Regions from separate parts of the Mus musculus genome. Here all the other regions are linked to region 4. A link is a contact called in public Hi-C, HiChIP or PLAC-seq and promoter capture Hi-C data. All regions are on one chromosome and are shown on one strand. Each heading gives the region's core, a stretch centred on a gene start, on an enhancer-like site or on the middle of the called end of the contact. The rest is flanking DNA. Distances are from core to core; before and after follow the strand shown. Region 1 holds the start of Il15 (interleukin 15). Region 2 holds the start of Otud4 (OTU domain containing 4). Region 3 has its middle 24 kb from the start of Otud4. Region 4 holds the start of Usp38 (ubiquitin specific peptidase 38). Region 5 overlaps Inpp4b (inositol polyphosphate-4-phosphatase, type II). Region 6 has its middle 43 kb from the start of Gm38590.

Region 1 (3,020 bases), core at 48-2,547, 1.4 Mb before region 4:
TATTATAAGTAAATTTTGGTGTGATTGTTACCAAAACATGCATTATTGTTTCAAATATAAACCTTGAAGGGATACAAGATAAGTGTGTGAGAACAAACTTCCCATTACAATGATTTTATGTGGAATGCCACACACAGTTAATAATTAGTCGTTCAAATATTCTAGTTTTTACCATTTTTTAATGTAATACACAAAAACACAGAACATAGTTGTGTTTAACTAGGTGCCAAGGGCCTCATCGTTTTCTCCTGGCTTTCTCAAAAGCTTTGGGAACCGCAAGCCACTGAGTCTTTTCAATGATTCATCTGAATGCCAAAGCTGGGACCCCGGGCTCTCGGACTGTCTGGAATAGACACACAGTTGACATGGTTAACTCCTCCTCACTATAATCACTCCTAATTTCCAACTTAAAGATGCTGCCTTACCCACGCCTTGTTTCCCATCAAAAGACATGTGCAATGTTTTACATTCAGCTACAAATTAGGTTGGAAAAATGACCCAAGAGGGGTCAATTTAGTGGAAGTTTACTGTTCCCAAACAGGCCCCTCCTAGCAAGAGTTCAGAAAGAAACTTCCCTCTTCCAGACTCTGCAGCAGGTCAAGGGTTGTTTTGGAGGACCGCCCATTCCAGACCCAAGGTCCTTTTCCGTTTCCTCCCGGTACAGTCTCTGTCCAGATCTCCTCCGGGCTTCTATGGGGAAGCCAAACTGCCTCCCTGCAAGGCCAGTTGCTGTAGATGCAAGCAACCTGTGAACTCAGGCCAACTCCTTGAAACTTCACAGAGGCAAAGGCATTCCAGGACACACAGAGGCTGTGGCCAACTGCCCAGGGGGAGGAGACTGCTCTCTGCTCTCAGTTGCCCTTCAGGTTCTGCGCCCTGGGGACCTGGCAGTGGCAGAATCATGTGGGCACCTGGTAAGGTGGCCGGGACCATGTGTTCCTCCCGCAACCTCCCCAGGGTGTTGATCTCCGCCTCAGCTTGGGCTCTTTCTCTTTCACTTTTCTGTTAGCTGGGGTTGGGACTCCCCGGCTGGAAAGCACTGGGGGAAACCGGGGAAACCCCAGCTGATTCGCTCCTTGTGCCTTGATTGCTCCCGCTGGCTGCTGCCCTGCATCCTGCACCCTTCAACCAGAACCCGATGGAGGTACAGAATGGGAGGTGGTAGTGCTGGTGGTGGTGGATCAACAATGGAATTTTTTTTTTTTCCGAAAGCCTACGCCCCGGGCCCCTCCCAGCTCTGGCTCTGCTCAGGCACCCTTTTCCCCTCCAGCTGCCGGCCAGGCCGCCCCGCCCTCTTTCTTGACCAAGACTTCAATACTCAGTGGCACTGTATTCCCCTTCTGTCCAGCCACTCTTCCCCAGAGTTCTCTTCTTCATCCTCCCCCTTGCAGAGTAGGGCAGCTTGCAGGTCCTCCTGCAAGTCTCTCCCAATTCTCTGCGCCCAAAAGACTTGCAGTGCATCTCCTTACGCGCTGCAGGGACCTTGCCAGGGCAGGACTGCCCCCGCCCAGTTGCAGAGTTGGACGAAGACGGGATCCTGCTGTGTTTGGAAGGCTGAGTTCCACATCTAACAGCTCAGAGAGGTCAGGAAAGGTACTAACTCGGCTCTGCTTGCCACATTCTTTCAAACTTCTGGCCCCGGCGAATGGATGGCTGCTATGGACTTTCTTTCTTTCTTTCTCTCTCTCTCTCCTCTCTCCCTTTGCAAAAATTACTCACCTTTTCCTTGTTGAAGATGCGTTTTCTAGGGAAATAAATGTGCAGGAATGGCCATAGGTCTGGGTCTGTATTAGCAACAGCTTAGCTCAAGGCTTAATCAAAGCAGTTGTCTGTATGAAATACCAGATTGAAGGGAAGCAACGGGGAAGATTGTCCTGAAATAAAATCCTCACTCAAGCGGGCTTTAGATGAAAACCCAGCTAACTTTTTCAAGTGGGTTGGAGAGTGCAAAGTTGCAAGAAAGGGAAGCTCAAAAGAATGTCTATAGCCCCTCCCCCCTGCATTTAATATTATGTTAATGCCCAAACAATGTTAATGATCCAGGTTCCAGACAGAACCAGGCAGCGTCCTGACAGGTTTCAGACAGAACCAGAGACAGAGTCCCGCAGAAGCTGAAATGGAAATGAGGTGATTGGCAGCAGCTACTTTCCACTGGTGATTTTAAATTGATTTCTGATACTCTCATTGGTGGCGCCAGGGAGGCCCCATTGACCTGCCAGGACTCTCCAGTCTGAGCCGGTAAATAAACAGATTACTACGATTGCTGCCTCAAGTTAGATCCTTATCAACATTGAATGCTCACTAAAATTTAAAGGATTTCTTAAAGGAAGTTTAGAGGGATTGATAAGAAAGAAGCGACTCAAGAGGGAACATCAATATTAATAAAGGAGTAGAGACAAAACTATAGTTATTTTAGGCTTTTAGAATAAAAAAACAACAACAACAACAACAACAAACTCCGGAGTTTTACTTAAAATGTGGAAGGGTCAGAAATTGCTTCAGGCTTGTTATAAATGTGTCTGCTTCTCCTCTGATCTTTATGCTTCCCCTTTTCCCTTCTGGGAGTTTGCAGTCCCATTCTCACTCTAATGGCTCCTCTTGCCTTGTGATCTGTTTTGCAACATGATAGGGGGTCAGGTTTTCCCTAGTTCAGATCCCTGACAGGTTTCTAGTAGTTTAGATATTACTGCTGGCTGCTGATTGGCAGGCAGAGGCAGTGTACAGTGCGGTGGGAAGCTGCTTCTTAGAATTTTCCTGCAGATTGCTGGTGGGTTAAAGGAAAAATACAATGGTGCTTTCTTAGTTAAATCTTGTTTCAATTCTAAGAAGTGTCTGTGGCTATATTGCATAATATAACATTTGTCAAGGACACAGATTTATATATATATATATATATATATATACATATATATATATATATATATATATATAAACTAATTTTGAAGAGTTTTAGCAAAATGGCTTAAGGTTATTGAAACAATTTGGAAGCAGAATTTTGACCTTGGGAAGCACTTCATCTG
Region 2 (3,301 bases), core at 253-2,752, 1.4 Mb after region 4:
GGGCTGGAAACAGCACCCACACTGGAGCTTCCTACATTTCTGAAAATAAGAGATATCAAATGGTAGGATGGTTTGGGAAGCATCAAAGAATGTTTCAATGGACATACCTGTCATAAGTGCAAAGTGTTCCATATTTACATACTCTGAAAAATACATAGCCTGGTGATTCTAAAACAGAAATCTTAAAAGCTAGTTAGCTCACAAAAGGGGGCGGGCGGGAGGGGACAAAACCATAAAAACTCCAGATTAAGCCAAAGGAAAGCAAACTGTAAATGGTATGAAATACAAACTGGAGCAGTAATGTGAAACTTTTTTAATCCAACTACTTTAGCAGCTAGTCTTCAAATATAGGATGGGTTTTGGTGACCCCACACCTACATCTGATTACATAACATGGGGAAAAGGGCTCGCTCTCAAAAAAGAAAAGCCTTGAGTATTCTTCCCTGGAACTCGTCCCACTCCTGAGTTCTAACTCACTTCTCTTTGGTAAAATGTTCGATCTGTACTGGGAATAATTTTTGACCAATAAGGAAAACAAAACAAAAAACGGAAACAAAAAAAAAAACCCGACATGTGCCTATACTGAAAATCCATCCTATTACTTAAAGGCCTTTAGAAGAGTAAATTCTTGCCTGATTCCAACATAGTATAGTATGGGACCTACTCAAGATTAAGTCACTGGGAAGACCCTATACAGGAAGACTGCTTTCCTTAAACAGCAAAGTTGGCCGCCTGTTTCGAGTGACACCGGTGAGACCGACTACCCCGCATTCCAAAGTCCAGCAACAGGAAAAAAAAAATGTGAAGCAGTCACACTGAGTGCCGCACCTCCTCCAGTAAACATGAGGTTAACTAGTGGGAACACTCGGCTGCTAAAAACTGAGCGCAGGTGAACGCGGAACACAACTCAAAAACAGCATGTCGCTGGGTCCCTGGCGGTCAGGCTGCGAGCAGGCCGCCCGAGATGTCCTCACTCGGTCCCGTGCCGGCGTTACAATGGGCCGCTGTGACGACAGCGAGCCACGCGCAGCCCCGCCGTGGGCGGCCAGGCAGCTGCGGGCGGCATGTCGCACCCAGCCCCGCGCCCGCCCGGCTCCGGCCCGGGTCCTTTACCTGCTCGGCCACAGCCCGGAACAAGCACGACCCGTCCTTGGCGACCAATTTCCGATACAAGCCCAGTTTGCGCAGATAGGCGTCCATGGGCGTCTCATCCTCCAGCGGCCCCACGCCGCCCTGGTCCACGCCGTCGGGCGCGCCGACGGCTGCCTCCATGTTGCCGGTCCGCTGCAGCGTGCGCGGGGCGAACTAGCCCCACATGGCCGCGCCGCCGGCTGCTCGACGCCCGGGCCTGGGGCAGGCTGCGGCTCGGGCTCCGGCTCCGACGCGGACACGGCGAGCGGCGGCAGGAAGAGGCGGTGGCGGCAGCGGCCCGAGGCGGTGGCCGGCGCTCTCCCGGAGCATAGGTGAGCCCAGCCTAGTGCATGGCCATCCGCACGCGGCCGCCTCCGCGGAGGGACACGCGCCCGCGGGCAGCCCGGGGGTCGCCGCCCCCACAAGTTTCCGGGTCTCGACCGGTGTGAGGCGAGAAAAGCCCCGGCGGCGCGCCCGGCTGAGATTAAGCGAGGCCTGCGTCTCCCGCACGCACCCCACGCCGAGAACCGAGGAAACGCGGAGAGAAAGCCACGGCCGCTCGTCTCCCCACCTCGCCGGAGGGCGCCTGAGGGGCGGGGAGCGGGAAGGGGCGCCGGGCGGAGGGCAGCAACCTCGCAGCCTAGAATTTGTTTTCGCTTTCAGCCCTCGGCGCAGCGGACGACGGGAGTTGTAGTTTAAGCCGCGGCAGGAAGTCCTCGTGCAGAGGGCGGGGACGCCTGGGTCGGCCTACCCGGAGGGGAGGTGCCCCACGGGCTCGCGGACTACAAATCCCTACAATGCTAGCGGTGCCGAACCTAGAACTGCCTTCGCGCTTCCCAGGCCGCGTCCGCGAGCAGGCCCGAGGGTGTCTGTCGCTTACGCCGCTGACCTGCGCGCGCTGCCCCGCCCTCCCGGCGAGCCTCCCGCCCTGAGCGCCGTGGGGCGGCGGAAAGCGCGCGAGCGCAGCTTGCGTGCAGTTGCTAGGGGCTCAGTGGCGGTGCCGCCGGCCCTTTGTGTAGTTCCAGAGGACGCACCTGTCCGCACCCCACTCAGGGCCTCCCCTCCTAGCGTTTTCTTAGGGGTGGCTAAACGCTTAGAGCAGAAAACCGGGCACCTCACCCGAGGCCCTTGGAGCCGCCAGCCTAAGCCATTTTGACCCTCAATGAAGCGTTGACAGTTGATTGAAATTGGGACAGCTCACACTCTGACAAGATCTGGCTTTGCCAAGGGCATGCCTGCTCATTCTGTCACAGCAGCTGCGCTCTGCCACACAAAGAGCTGTCCCTGTTAGAAGAAATTACTTCTTTTTTTTTTTTTTTTTTTTTTTTTTAATTCGGTGATAACGCTACGGGGAATCCGACCTGAGCAGTCCAATTGGGTTTGCGAATCCGGAACTTAACCTCTTGGGACGTCAGAATTTTATTTTACTAGCATACAATAGCATCTCGTATCATTTAAATTTATTAGAACTTCGGTCTTGACGTTGTGTTGGAAAAAGAAAAGTGGTAAATTACCTTAGGTTTAAAGGTGTAGGCATTCTTGGGAATGGTGCCAAGACATGCCAGGTGGTAGGATTGCAACACGTTACTTAAAATGTAAGCTATTAATATTTAAATATTCCTATAAATGTGCTATTTTTAGAAAATATATCGCAAGCTAAATAATTTTTTTTTTAAAAATCCTTGACCCAAATTTAAAATGTTTACTTGTACAGGGGAAACACTTTGAGAAATCCAGGGTTTTGTTTTTTGTTTGACTTAGTTTAAGAGGCATACTCCATATACCCCAGTCAGGCTTTGAACTTGCCATATAGCCAAAGATGACCTGGAATTCCTGGCCATCTTGCCTCCTGCCACCCTCCCCAAATACTAAGATCACTGGTATGCCACCACATCCTGTTCTGTGTGGCACTGGGAATGAAACTCAGCTTCATGCATGCTAAACAAGCATTCTACCAGCTGTGCTTCCCCAGGTCCAAAATGAATTCAACCTTGTAGACCTATAGTTTCTTTTACTAATATCTAAACTTGTGCTTTAAATACATTTCCTAAAGTGAGTAGGTACTATATGATCAATTAACAGACTGTGTGTGCACAGAGAAGGCAATGCCTTCTGATACTGGTTTTGATATTCCTTCAATAAGAAATTATGGGACTAACTTCATATCCCA
Region 3 (2,971 bases), core at 38-2,537, 1.4 Mb after region 4:
TGGTAAGCTAAGGCTTGTTAGTCTTACAACACCACTGACCAACCACAGCCACTTTTTGTTTCCCCCTAAGAAAAATAAAGAACAGATACAACCAAGTCTCGTCTAAATATATTTTCCCCAGTTGCTTTCTCTTATTTTTTTTTCTAAAACGTTGCTTGCTGAGGACATTAAAAACGGCAGTAGATATGGAGGTTGGGCAAAGACACACAATGAAGAAGGCAGCAGATAAGCTTGTGTTACTACGCCTGGCCTTAACATTTCAGTTGTTATATCAAATTGAGATTACTTTCCATTAGTTTGGGAAATATACACAGGTCAGCATTACTGCACCTGGAATGGAGATTACATTTATGACAAAGGTAAAAATTTATTTTATTTAAAGCTTGGCTGTGGAAGTCACACCTTTAATCCCAGCACTGAAGAGGCAGAGGCAGGCAGATCTCAGAGTTCAAGGCCAGTGTAGTCTACAGAGTGAGCTCCAGGACAGCCAGGGCTACATTGAGACTCCCTGTCTTTAAAAACTAAAAAAGAAATTATTTTATTTAAATGTTCTTTTAATTTATTCTTTGACAATTTCATACATATGTCCTTCCCCTCCTTCTCCCTCTTCCTCCTTTTTTTTTGAGACAGGGTCTTACTGTGTAGTCCCCAGCTGACCATAAACTTGCTATGTAGACCAGGCTTGCCTTGAACTCACAGAGAGGCACCTGACCCTGCCTGAGTGTTAGAATTAAGGGCTCCCACAGTACCCCATTCTAATGTCTTCTGATTCTATTCAGCCCCATTAGCCTTTCATCTCTCTCTCCTGCTGAACTATAAAAGTTTACTCTTGTGTGTGTGTGTGTCTGTGTCTCTGTATGTGTCTGTGTGTGTATGTTTGTGTGACCTGCTGAGTTTAATTATGCTTGCTTGCACCAACAGGGGTTAAAGGTTATTTACGGTCAGGTTGACAATTTACCTGTGTTTACACCACTGAAAAAAGCAAACATTAACTGCCAATTAGTCTCCCTGAGGGTTGGGGCCTAAAGAGCACCTTCGTCATCTGTGATGTCATGGATCTTGTGCAGGTAACCTCGCATGCTGTGAGTTCACCAGCACCATGGTCATGCTGTGTCCAGAAGAGCCAGGAAAGGGCATTTCAGAGCACACTTCCCTCCTCTCCACCTCTTACATTCCTTTTGTCTCCTCTTCCGTGATGTGCTCTGAGCCCTGGAGGGTTAGTATAGATGTCCCATCAGGCCTACGCACCCAGCAGTCAGCTCTTCCCAGCACTTAGATGAGTTGTGAGTCTCTGTACTCACTGCTGCTCTCTGCACACAGAACCTTCTCCGGCCAGGGCAAAGAGCAGCACTAATCTATGCATGTAAACAGAAATACCTAGAGGGCAATTTGACACCAGGCCCATTTAGCAAAACAGTACCAGTGCTTTCCCCACCAGTACCTGAGGCCTCTCTGCTTAAGGCTCCAAAGCCAGGTTTGCTTTGCCAGGCATGAATCCCTCCTATGGAGCAGCCTCAGAAGCAATCAGAAAACAAAGTTCCTTTTAAAGGTTGTTTTGTTTATTGCAACAGTCTTTTGTTCTAAACTACTTTGAACAATTATCCACGAAAGTCTGTTCACTGAAGTTATTAGTAGTTTTTGTTTTGCTTTGTTTTTGCTTTGTAAGACAGGATTTCTCTGTGTCCCCTTGGCTGTCCTGGAACTCTCTCTGTAAACCACACAGGCTTTGTACCCATGGAGATCAGCCTGCCTCTGCCCTCCAGGCATCAGTATTAAAGGCCACAGAGTGGCTATTACTAGTTTTATTAAAGTGATTATTAAGGTTGTGAATAACTTATTTGCTGTAGTTTGAATTTCCTGGAGAGCCTTGAAGAGATGTGTGGGTATGCTGACTACCCAGTGTCTCCGGAGTTGTGTCTCATAATGTTATAACAAGTAAAAAACACAATTTACATCAGTCAAATTTTGGTTTTCAAACACAGCAAATAACGGATTGAAGCTATTACCACATAACAGACTCCCTTTGTTCTTATTTTTCCTCTTGCTGTTAGCAGAAACTATTGAGTTGTCCACAATTCAAAGATGAAGTTTTGAACCAGATGTGTTTTTAGTCTCACTCAGGAGGCAAAAGGGAGAAGCAGGGAGATCTCGGGTTTGAGGCTATCTCGGTCTACATAGTACATAGTGAGTTCCAGGCCAGCCAGGGCTACATAGTGAGTTCCTGTCAAAGAAAAAAAATCAAAGAAAGAAGGAAGGAAAAGAGGAAAAGAAGAATGAATACTTTAGAATCCAGACCACACTGCCGCGTAGGCTGTAACACCTTCAGCAGCCCTCCCCGTCACAGATCTTGATGACTAGGAGCCCTCTGTGAATTCCCAGCTATCAGACCTTCAGGGGCTTGGACTTCTCGTTTGAGGAAGTAGGTTTGTAGCTGCCTTCACTTTTGTCCCCATTCCTCTCCTTGTTGGCTGTTGGGGAATCTGAAAGCCCAGGTGCAGTCTCAGCAGTGAAGCTTCGACCTTTCCTTTTGGAGTATTATAAAAAGGGACCCCACCCCTGCCAGGTAGGCCTGGTTCCTCCTCAGAGCCCCCGCCAGCTGTCTGCCTGCCCACCCATGGCATTAATAAACTCTTCTGATAAACTTACTTCTCCAATCTGTCCCCCTTGAGCCCAACATCTGAGACCTTTCCAAACACCAAAGCTTCAATTCTGAGAAGAACCATATGACCCAATCAGCTAAACCACTATGTCCAGTTTGAGTTTAGAATCAGCCATGTGGAAGAGGGTGACTGGGGGGAAAATCTAAACTCCTAGAACTGTTATGTTTTCAATATTTTCCTATCATGTGGCTCACAGTTCACTTGTAGATGGACACACATATACAACCAGGGTTCTTAGTTTTTGCCCAGTACATTTGACATTAAAGGCTATAATTTGTAGACACCTTTCACATTTGTCCCCATCCCTCTCC
Region 4 (2,989 bases), core at 238-2,737:
TGTCCTCCCACCTCCACCATGTTCTATTATCAGCTTTCTGTTTTCTAACTCCCTCTCTGCCTAAGTTTGGGTTTCCTGAAATGAACTCAGAGACCTACATGGCTGTCTCTTGTAATGCTGGAACTAAAGGCATGTACCACCAGGCCTGGAGTTAAGCTCTTCACCTAGAACCTGCTTGTCCCAGGCTGGCCTTGAACTCAGAGATCTGCTTGGCCTTATCTCCATGGATTAAAGGTGTATGCCACTATGCCTGGGTCTAAATTTAGCTGAGAAGGATCTTGCTTATACACTGAACACTGAATACAAAAGCTCACTATTTTTTATTTTTTCCAGACATGGTTTCTCTGTGTAGCCCTGGCTGTCCTGGAACTCACTCTGTAGACCAGGCTGGCCTCGAACTCAGAAATCCACTTGCCTCTGCCTCCCAAGTGCTGGGATTAAAAGCGAGCACCACCACCACCCGCTAAAAAATCTATTCTTACAACAACCTTGTTTTGAATCACCACTAAATATATGAGCCACCAGTACTCTCTCTACATTAGCAATTGTTTCAGAGGAAAAACCCAGCCATTTAAGGCATTGGAGTATGTCTGGGCCTAACAAGGTCTTTAGAAAGATTTCCCCCAAAGCTTGGTTTGTTTGTTTGTTTGTTTTCTTATACTTTCCTCCATTCCTCAACTAGTGCTCTTCTCGCGTTTCCAAAATTTTCTCAGACACAAGATTTTAAACAATTAATAGCACTTCCTCGAATTGTCTTCATAAGCAACATGTCTCAGACTATGACATAGTAAAAGTTCCTCCATTTTGTCTCAGGTGGAGCCATCTTTGGTTTACCCGGAAACTGACACCATCATTCCCTGATGAAAGTGAAAAGTCCTGTACCCCAACTCTGTCCTAGAAACTCGGGGAAATGCCTCAGGCAACTGCACGTTTTGGGCTTCTAGTAAGCTGCTTGCTTACTTTATTTCCCTGCCAACGGCAAACAAGGAAGTAGTGTTTCCGTGTTCTCTGCCTTTTACAGCTCCCTGCACAGTGCGTTCTTCCGGCTGCTCTGAGAGAAGGGTTTCCCCCCGGCAGTCGCCGGCGGCTCAGTATAGACTCTCGGTTCGCTCGCGCTGAGTGGTCTCTGAGTTTCTAACCCTCACCACTGACGGAATCCACGTCCGGCGACAAGAACCTCAGAGCTCAGAGTAGGCTCCCTGAGCAGCGCCTCCGGAAGTCCGCCAGTGACGTACCACACAGTCTCCAGTGACGTGAGAGTGGCCGCGTGACTCACTCCGTGCCTCTGCGCCTGCGCGCCAGGGAAGGGGGCGCGGCCTATCGGGGGAGGAGCTACATGGAGAAGGGGGAGGGGCGGGGCCAGCAGGAAATGGGTCGAACGTAGCCGGGAAAGGACCGGAAAAAAGTGGGCGGGGCGAGGGCGGACCTATCCGCTGTACCTCGGAGCTTCACTTCCTATTCGCCAGTATTTCTGCTTCCGGGTTCAGGGTGTTCCGCGCCTCCGGCTCCTCTCCTTGGCAGATCGAGGTACTCGCATTGACAGTGCCTCCTGACTCAACCCAGGGCGACTTTTAACTGCCCACCCGCGGGAGCCGGGGCTCCGCACTGACCCGGGACACGAAGGCGCTCCTCACCTTCCAGCTCAGCCTGGAGGGTCCCTGCGCCCGGAGGCTGGGAGAGGTCGCGGGCCCAGCGAGGCAGCCTTATGCGGACCTCCGGCCCCTGAGGCGGACCGCGGGGACCCGCAGCCTTTCGGCGTCCCAGAATCGCTCGCTCCCGTCCCGGCTCGGATGGGCCTTCCCACTCGATAAATGTGGCTGCTGAGGCGGCGGTGGCGGTGGCCGGTCCTGCTGCTGGTTGGCTCCAAGTTCCTCCCCGCCGGGGCGCTTTGCTGCCCCCCGGGGCTGCCGCTGCCAGCTCTTTATCCCCAGGGCCTGGCCTTGCAGAGTGGCGACGATGGACAAGATTCTGGAAGGCCTGGTGAGCTCCTCGCACCCGCTGCCCCTCAAGCGGATGATTGTGCGGAAGGTGGTGGAGTTCGCGGAGCATTGGCTCGACGAGGCGCAGTGCGAGGCCATGTTTGACCTGACGACCCGCCTCATCCTGGAGGGCCAGGACCCTTTCCAGCGACAAGTGGGCCACCAGGTGCTGGAGGCCTACGCGCGGTACCACCGGCCGGAGTTCGAGTCCTTCTTCAACAAGACTTTCGTGTTGGGCCTCCTTCAGCAGGGCTACCACTCAGTGGACAGGAAGGACGTCGCCATCCTGGACTACATTCACAACGGCCTGAAGCTGATTATGAGCTGCCCGTCGGTGCTGGATCTCTTCAGCCTGCTCCAGGTGGAGGTCCTGCGAATGGTTTGCGAGAGGCCGGAGCCAGTGCTCTGTGCCCGGCTGAGCGACCTCCTGACCGATTTCGTGCAGTGCGTCCCCAAAGGGAAACTGTCAGTTACCTTCTGTCAACAGCTGGTTCGAACGATAGGTCATTTCCAGTGCGTGTCCACTCAGGAGAAGGAACTACGGGAGTATGTCTCCCAGGTAACGAAAGTGAGTACCTTACTACAGAATATTTGGAAGGCTGAGCCCTCCACGCTGCTACCTTCTCTGCAAGAAGTTTTTGCAAGCATCTCTTCCACAGGTAAGGGTCATTATTTCAGAAAAGTGTGTCTTGGAAATTCAACACGTGTGTCTCATCAACACAGTGCGCTTTTTTCCCCCCCGGAAGCATTCTCTTTGGGGGTACTGAAAGAGGCCAGGTAGCCTATTTTATTAGAGTAACTCCTCCAGTAAGAGACGTTCTTGATGGAGAGCAAAACTAAATACCCTTATGCAAAATGTTACTCCTCTTCACTGCCTTGTTCAGAATGGTACGCTGGAGCCAAAACATTGAGGATGCCTAAGTCCAAAGACCTTTGTCACTGAACAAGTCATTTAATTACACCACCTCTGCTCCAGTTTTGGAATTCTTACAGGCTGACAGCCAGGATGA
Region 5 (2,949 bases), core at 161-2,660, 1.0 Mb before region 4:
TGCTCAGGGGTGTGATGTGCTCTTTCTACTTTGAAAACAAAAAGCTAACTTAAGTGTATAGGTTTTTGTCCTTGAATGAGCTTGTCAATTCAAGCGAAATACAGCTGTTTGCTTTTCTTAAAGGTTTTTGAAAGTGGAAGCTTCACAGGCCACTTATAAATTTCAGAATGAGAGAGTGTGGGATAGAGGAAAGTAGAAGAGAGAGGGACAGAGGTGGAAACAAAAGAGAGAAAGATAGAGACCATTTCTAGTTTTACTAGAATAGGGATAGAAATACAAAGGTACTCTAAACTGAAGAGAAACAGGAGGCATTTCACTCACTAGCAACATTCCAGCATCTCCATTTAATACCACACATTCTATAAAAAAATAGTGATTATATACTTTTGATTATAATTTAAGAAAAATGAGAATTTAGAAGACCGTTATAATTGAAGAGTTGGAAGTGTTTGAGCATGGTAAGATGACTTGAGGAAGACAGTATGCTTTCTATGGAGACACACAAGGCATCAAGGAAGGTAACAGATATGTATCTTTTATAAAGAGAAACTATCAGCTCTGCCAGTAGTTAAAGGAACTGCCCCAGCCAACTGCAATGACTACATGTTTCTTTCCCATGTTAACACCCAGTGCACTCTGCAAATCCCAAGTTCTGACGTGAGCACATTAGGCTATGGAGGGCCAGAGAGAGGCAGAGTTCAGATCGTAAATGGTCTTCCTACTACAATGAACATTTCATGGCGTTCTTACAAGGAGCAAACTATGCTTCCATTTTCTTATTAAAGCTGATGATTGGTTGGGGGAAAAGAGCTCACTCTTCTCACATTGCTGTCATGTCCTTCCATAGTCCCCCATTTGCATGGTGGCTGTTTTGTGCTTCACACAAAACCATCTCTTTTTACATTGTGGTCAAAGTAAAAATCTATGCATGCACTCACATGTACTTTCCTGAGTTTAGTTTTTTTTCCACTTTACACATGTGTATGACCACACATGTATGATCATGTGTATACGTGGGAAAACACATTGGTAAGATGTGCCTAGGAAGCAGAGCACCTGTGCTTGCATCATGGTTTGCCACCACATCAGTACCTCATAGCTCATCACCTTGGCAGTCCCTGAATTGTAGTTCTCTCATGGGCTTCCTTCAGCAGCAGATGAAAAAATGAAGAGAATGTTTTAGTATCTTCATAAAAACTTGCTGAGACTCCTTAACCCTGAGACCAACAAGCAGAATTTTTCCTCAGGAAAACATAAAATGCATGTGGCTTAGCTGAGCTTTTCCTGAGCTCTGATGGAACCTGGAAGCCATCCAGGCAGATCTCTGCTTCCCAGCCTTTTACAGCCTTCTCTAATGTATTCAAGTGAAACTAGCTAAAGGATTCAAAGGATGACTGCTGGGTGCCCTCCCTCCCCTCCACACACCATCTATTTCCTGTACAGGATGTCCGTGTCCTCTGAGCTCAATGGCTCTTATGTTACTCGGGAGAAAAATAAAAGGGCCATGTAGCAACCAACTGTAGCGTGGTGTAATGCTGTCCTGCCAATTGCTGAGCCATTTTCTTCTCAGGTATTTGATTTTTCTCTCCTCATTTAAAATAATTAACTCCACAAAAGCATGTAGACAGTCTTAATTTTGGGATCACAACTTTTCAGATATGGGGGGGGGAAGAAAAGCTAAAAAGATCGAATAGCCACTAAATGCCCTACAAAGAGCTGAGAGATGTCTCAGCTCTGTTCATTTTCTCATGAATTTCTATGAAGAGGAACAGCTGAAGTAGCTCCAAAGGAAGCTGACAAAATGCCCAATGGTTTGAGGTAAACACAAACCAATCTGTATCCAACATGTGTTTTATATTACACACAAATCTCACTTAATACCAAAATGAAAACACCTTCATGGTTGAGTGTTAAGGACAGGAGATGGGGATGGGGATCTATACTCTTAGAATGTCCCTTTCAAAAACCCACATGCTATGACAGCAAAGTTACAGCTCTTTCTGAGCCCCTCTGTGTGAGCATGTGTTGAAAATTCAACTTTTCGGTGTGCACACGTGAACAGTATTCTAGTCATCAATATGAGCATGGAAGGGTAAATTACTGGGGAGCATGCCTCAGCACAAGGTACAGCGAGTTTCTTTGTGTGAGTCAATACATGTGGCCAATGTTAATCATAAGCCTAGACACCGGCCCTCTTGAGGCCTCTAATCTAGACATATCCTAAGGGGAAAATAGAAAAAGCAGGTTAAATCCTGACAGCGATAGGCAATTGAGGAAAAGGAGCGTGTGCTGGGGTCTGGCTGCTTCATAGTTATTTCTGCAGGCTGAGGGTGTTCTCTTCCTGTTCTTGCCTTTATGATTCATTTCCTAACTGTGGTCCAGGAATTGAAAACTCAATTTGCATTTATCTTACCCTAATAAATACTGATTTGGCTTCCTTACATTACCGACTGTATTAGTCAAAATACAATGACCTAGAAAAGAGCAAAGTTCTATCTATGTTGCCTAAAAGCTTTGAAATATCTAGTCCCAGGCTGACTAAATCCATTACTCTATGGTGGGCTTCCTTGTGACAATGACAGAGAGTATGGGTGAAGTACATTGCTCATTCCATAGCTAGACGGCTAAAGAGGGAAATGGAGAGAGTGGTTCTCCAAACACCCTAGGGGCCAAATCCCTAATAACTTAAATACTTCTCATGGGGTCTGATCTCCTGGAGACTCCATCACCTCCCAGGAGTGGTGCACAAAGGATCAAGCCTTTAACAAATAGCAGAGATTCAGATCCAAGCCACAGAGCTACTCCTTTGCTTTCACACAGCCACCATGAGAGATGTGATTTCATGAGGTCACAATGATCCTATCTTGTGTTTTGATGAGTGTAACGATATTTGTACCACACTGCTCCTAACCTAGATGACTCAGATAAGCTGAGATGTAGGCATTTGAT
Region 6 (3,291 bases), core at 356-2,855, 1.2 Mb before region 4:
CAGAGATGAGCTATTTGGGTGACATCCCTTTCCAGTTGTCACTTTGTTTTGTGTCATCTTGGAACAGACTGACAGGACCACTTAATCCATCTGATTCAAGCAAAACGAACTCTGCAACTTCAAGTCACCTTTGCCCTGTGAGAGTCTGTGTCTGCAGCCCAGTGGAGCTAATGCTGGGAGAGTGTGTATGATTGTATTCTTAGGAGATCATATAGTGCCATTTTTAGACAATGATAATTAGTGTCACGTGAGAAAAACAGATACTTCATCAAGTCCTTTAATAGTAGTCTGTACTATTCCATGGGAATCATTTACTATTTTCGTTGTATGACAATTTTTTTCTAAATGTAAGATAAATATTTCATGCTGAGTGGGAAAAAGTTTTGAAAAACATCTGGTAATTCAGAAGTTTCAATACCAACTAGAAATGCCTTACATATATATATACATATATATATATGTATATATACATACATATATATATACACACACACATATATATACATATATATATATATATATATATATATATATATATATATATATATATATATATATATATTAGTATGCTCTGGGCAGGTGGACTCAGGAGGACTGCCAGATGCTTTCCACTCAGCCTCGGTGGGCATCTAAGCCACTGACCCCACTTGGCAGAGGGTGACAAGGGGCACACCCCGAAACGAGGGGCCCCTGGGCAACACCCACAGCCCCAGGGTTATGGGACAGAGGGCTGAGGGAGAGAGGTTCCCACACAGGTGAGAGTCCTTAGTCCAGGCCTTGACTGGAACACAGGAAGGCCTTCCATCAGGAGATTAGAAATGGCTCATTAGGAGAAAGCCTATCCCATCATCCAAGCACAGCGGGTCTTGTTAAACAGTCTATGGTTTTATAGCTTTTTTGTAGAAAGGCAGGGGGAAAGAGTGAAAGTAGAAAAAGAGATGGACTAGAAATGGTCAAGAGGAGAGAAGGGGGAAAGAAGAGAGAGAAGAAAGGCTAGAGAGTAAGAAAGAGAGAGTAAGTAAGAGAGTGAAAGGAGAGGATGAGGAGAGAGGAGAGGAGAGAGTAAGAGAGTAAGGTGGGGTTAAGCAGCAACTCTTATGGTGGGCTGTTATCTTGTCTGTTGCTAGGTAACTGGGAGGAGTCTAGCCTGAAGGTCAGAAGCTTGGGACATTGTCTATGTGACTACTAACCATGCTTCTCCTGTGGGGGCTGTGGGAGCAGTAGCTTTGACAGTAGCTTCGAGTCCAGGAGACATGAGGGAATGCCTACCATGTCATATAGGTGAATCATCACCACTCCGGAGTTCAGACTTCAGCTTGACTGGAGACCAGACTGTCTGTGTATAGCCCAATGCCCCATACACATATAAGACTTAACAATACTTAATAATACACTCACAATTACTAGTTATCTTCAGATAAAAATGATGCTTATCTGTTCCTCCTTAATGTTCTAGGAGAAGAGAATTCTTGAGAAACCCTTAGAGCTGCAACTTAGTGTCTGCAAAGCATTTTTTTGAAGAACAAGGACATCAAGGTGAATGCCAGCACAGAGACAGTGTTTACGGAAAGAATCTGAGTTGGACAAGGTACTGTCCTGATAGACCAAATGCTGGGTGGTTGAGGTCAAAGTCTAAAACATGAGCTGTCCTAGTTAAGATTTTCCAATATCTACTCCATCAAAATGCAAAAGGTTAAACAGTTTTTATGACTGATCTACATGTAAACAGAACAAACACAAACTGGGTTAAACATTGTGTTAAGTACAAATACTGAAATAATTTTTGATAACATTTTTTAGATTGTGTTTTATCAAATGGGCAGTAAATATAAATTAATTCAACTTACTGTGATGGTAATTGGGTAATTTGTAATTAATTGATTAGTGCAATAAGTTATCTCATGAACTGGACACATCAGTGTTGTAATCATCCAAAAGTCGAAACCTGGAGCTTAAATAAAATTAAGAGCATTTGCTCAACAATGAAAAAAAATCGAATATATAATGCTTTTAGAGGATGATAAATGGTGTGAATATAAAGACTTGTAAGGGAGCTATGTTTGTGTGGATTGATGGGGGGCATCATTGCAACTTACTGAAGAGTAAGGAAAAGCAGTGATATTAAAACTCAGGAAGATACATGAAAGCAAACGATGGTTACAAAGAGGAAGAGGAGTCATGTAGAGGGCACAGTAAGCCCAAGACCCTGGAGGTGGGTGCCTTGAAAATTATTATTAAATTATCTTACTTCTGTTTAAGTAACTGTAAATGTGAGAGTAAGACAAAGTCAGAGGCAGGGGACACAGAAACAGAGCGCAGTTAGATATTTTAATAATTCAAACAGTTACTTGGTTTTACACCAGAAAGAAAAGAGAAAATACTATAAGCCCATCAGAAGATATAGCTGTCAACAGTCTTCATGCAAGTATGGGAAGGGAGCGAATAGTCTCTGAGAGGAAGGGAATGTGTTCAGAACAAAAATCAAATTTGAGGTGTTTTTAAGTTGAAGATGCCTAAAAGAATTAAAGTAGACAGAAGAAACTCAGGGAGAGAAACATAATGCTACCCCATAACTGATTGTGCTACCATTATGAATCTCAATGCAAATATGTGATATAGACCCCAAAGGTCATGACTCACAGGTAGAGAACTTCTGCAGAAATCTGTAGTATTCATGGCAAACAACTTGGAAAGAACATTAAGGACAGAAGACAAATTCCAAGGTATTTAGAACATAATTGAAACTTCAAACTTTATTTCTCCTACTTATAAAATCAAACTACTTTTAAAGGTATCAGAAGATACACTATACCTATTGGAGATAGATATAAATAATAGTCAGTGTAAGAAAAGCAGAAATAGCATCAAAAATCTTCATAGGAGGATCAGCAAATATCTTAGATCCAAGCAGCATTTGGGGGAGACTGAGATAAAATGGAATGTGCAGAATTACTTTATTTGATGATAGTGTTATTGACAGTAGAGGGGAGAGACTTGTGGGCAATCAGTAAGCACTGATTTGCCTAAATCTAAAATATGTTAGTGAACGGTGTGTTTGGCTATTTCAATAGCTGTTGATGCCTATATACTTATGAAATATAAACATGAAGGTACAGCATGGTGCCTTTCTCAAGTGTGAGCTTGAGACTTTATTTCAAAGGGAAATGTGGTTAATATGCTAACTAGGGCCTAATAACTGCATCTGAATGTTTATTTTGCCATACGAACATGCTATTTCAGAGCATACACTGAAACACAAAGTTATGAGTCAAATATGAATAAGAACAAATA

The links. Promoter capture Hi-C pulls out the DNA fragments that hold promoters and counts their contacts. Hi-C and Micro-C count contacts between places; a contact is called where the count stands out from the background. HiChIP or PLAC-seq counts read pairs in DNA pulled down with a chosen protein or histone mark. Capture Hi-C pulls out chosen DNA fragments and counts their contacts.
Region 1: a Hi-C map of B cells shows a contact between it and region 4, with 9 read pairs. The contact joins the promoter of Il15 here to the promoter of Usp38 in region 4. A contact is called at or near these places in 6 of 39 promoter capture datasets (cranial neural crest, frontonasal cranial neural crest, liver and 2 more), 1 of 484 Hi-C or Micro-C datasets (B cells) and 4 of 115 datasets of contacts at active chromatin or transcription factors (bone marrow-derived dendritic cells, large pre-B cells, pro-B cells and 1 more).
Region 2: a contact with region 4 is called in a promoter capture Hi-C map of adipose tissue, with 4 times the contacts expected there. The contact joins the promoter of Otud4 here to the promoter of Usp38 in region 4. A contact is called at or near these places in 10 of 39 promoter capture datasets (cranial neural crest, embryonic stem cells, hematopoietic stem and progenitor cells and 4 more), 8 of 484 Hi-C or Micro-C datasets (Th1 cells, brain, cortical neurons and 5 more), 7 of 115 datasets of contacts at active chromatin or transcription factors (astrocytes, cardiomyocytes, embryonic forebrain and 4 more) and 4 of 9 other capture datasets (adipose tissue, embryonic stem cells, liver and 1 more).
Region 3: a promoter capture Hi-C map of liver shows a contact between it and region 4, with 3 times the contacts expected there. The contact joins the enhancer-like site here to the promoter of Usp38 in region 4. A contact is called at or near these places in 4 of 39 promoter capture datasets (the C10 cell line, hematopoietic stem and progenitor cells, liver and 1 more) and 3 of 115 datasets of contacts at active chromatin or transcription factors (the 230-238 cell line, effector CD8 T cells and fetal liver).
Region 5: a contact with region 4 is called in an H3K4me3 HiChIP or PLAC-seq map of pro-B cells, with 4 times the contacts expected there. The contact joins the enhancer-like site here to the promoter of Usp38 in region 4. A contact is called at or near these places in 12 of 39 promoter capture datasets (the 3T3-L1 cell line, 3T3-L1-derived adipocytes, the HPC-7 cell line and 8 more), 6 of 115 datasets of contacts at active chromatin or transcription factors (the 230-238 cell line, astrocytes, forebrain and 3 more) and 1 of 9 other capture datasets (liver).
Region 6: a promoter capture Hi-C map of liver shows a contact between it and region 4, with 2.3 times the contacts expected there. The contact joins the enhancer-like site here to the promoter of Usp38 in region 4. A contact is called at or near these places in 7 of 39 promoter capture datasets (the 3T3-L1 cell line, 3T3-L1-derived adipocytes, cranial neural crest and 3 more).

What each region holds. Positions count from the first base shown.
Region 1 is chr8:82,400,863-82,403,882 of GRCm38.p6, reverse strand. Il15 (interleukin 15) reads left to right here and starts at 1,297. Exons shown (of 8, transcript NM_001254747.1): 1 at 1,297-1,583.
Region 2 is chr8:79,637,877-79,641,177 of GRCm38.p6, reverse strand. It overlaps Otud4 (OTU domain containing 4), which reads right to left and starts at 1,502. Exons shown (of 21, transcript NM_001256033.1): 1 at 1,114-1,502. The coding sequence starts at 1,272. It overlaps Gm51579, which reads left to right and starts at 1,273. Exons shown (of 1, transcript XM_030243905.1): 1 at 1,273-3,301. The coding sequence starts at 1,316. The coding sequence ends at 1,825.
Region 3 is chr8:79,614,272-79,617,242 of GRCm38.p6, reverse strand. No RefSeq gene overlaps it. Among named protein-coding and RNA genes, the nearest start is that of Otud4, 24 kb to the left of the region's middle. Within about 2 kb of position 1,287, at least 21 of the 459 cell types and tissues checked have an H3K27ac peak or open chromatin away from gene starts, as enhancers often do. A contact at or near this core is called in liver, where this site is marked.
Region 4 is chr8:81,013,404-81,016,392 of GRCm38.p6, reverse strand. Usp38 (ubiquitin specific peptidase 38) reads left to right here and starts at 1,487. Exons shown (of 10, transcript NM_027554.2): 1 at 1,487-2,638. The coding sequence starts at 1,957.
Region 5 is chr8:82,026,017-82,028,965 of GRCm38.p6, reverse strand. All of the region lies in intron 17 of Inpp4b (inositol polyphosphate-4-phosphatase, type II), which reads right to left. Among named protein-coding and RNA genes, the nearest start is that of Gm25267, 130 kb to the left of the region's middle. Within about 2 kb of position 1,410, at least 35 of the 459 cell types and tissues checked have an H3K27ac peak or open chromatin away from gene starts, as enhancers often do. A contact at or near this core is called in pro-B cells, where this site is marked.
Region 6 is chr8:82,248,360-82,251,650 of GRCm38.p6, reverse strand. No RefSeq gene overlaps it. Among named protein-coding and RNA genes, the nearest start is that of Gm38590, 43 kb to the right of the region's middle. Within about 2 kb of position 1,605, at least 6 of the 459 cell types and tissues checked have an H3K27ac peak or open chromatin away from gene starts, as enhancers often do. A contact at or near this core is called in liver, where this site is marked.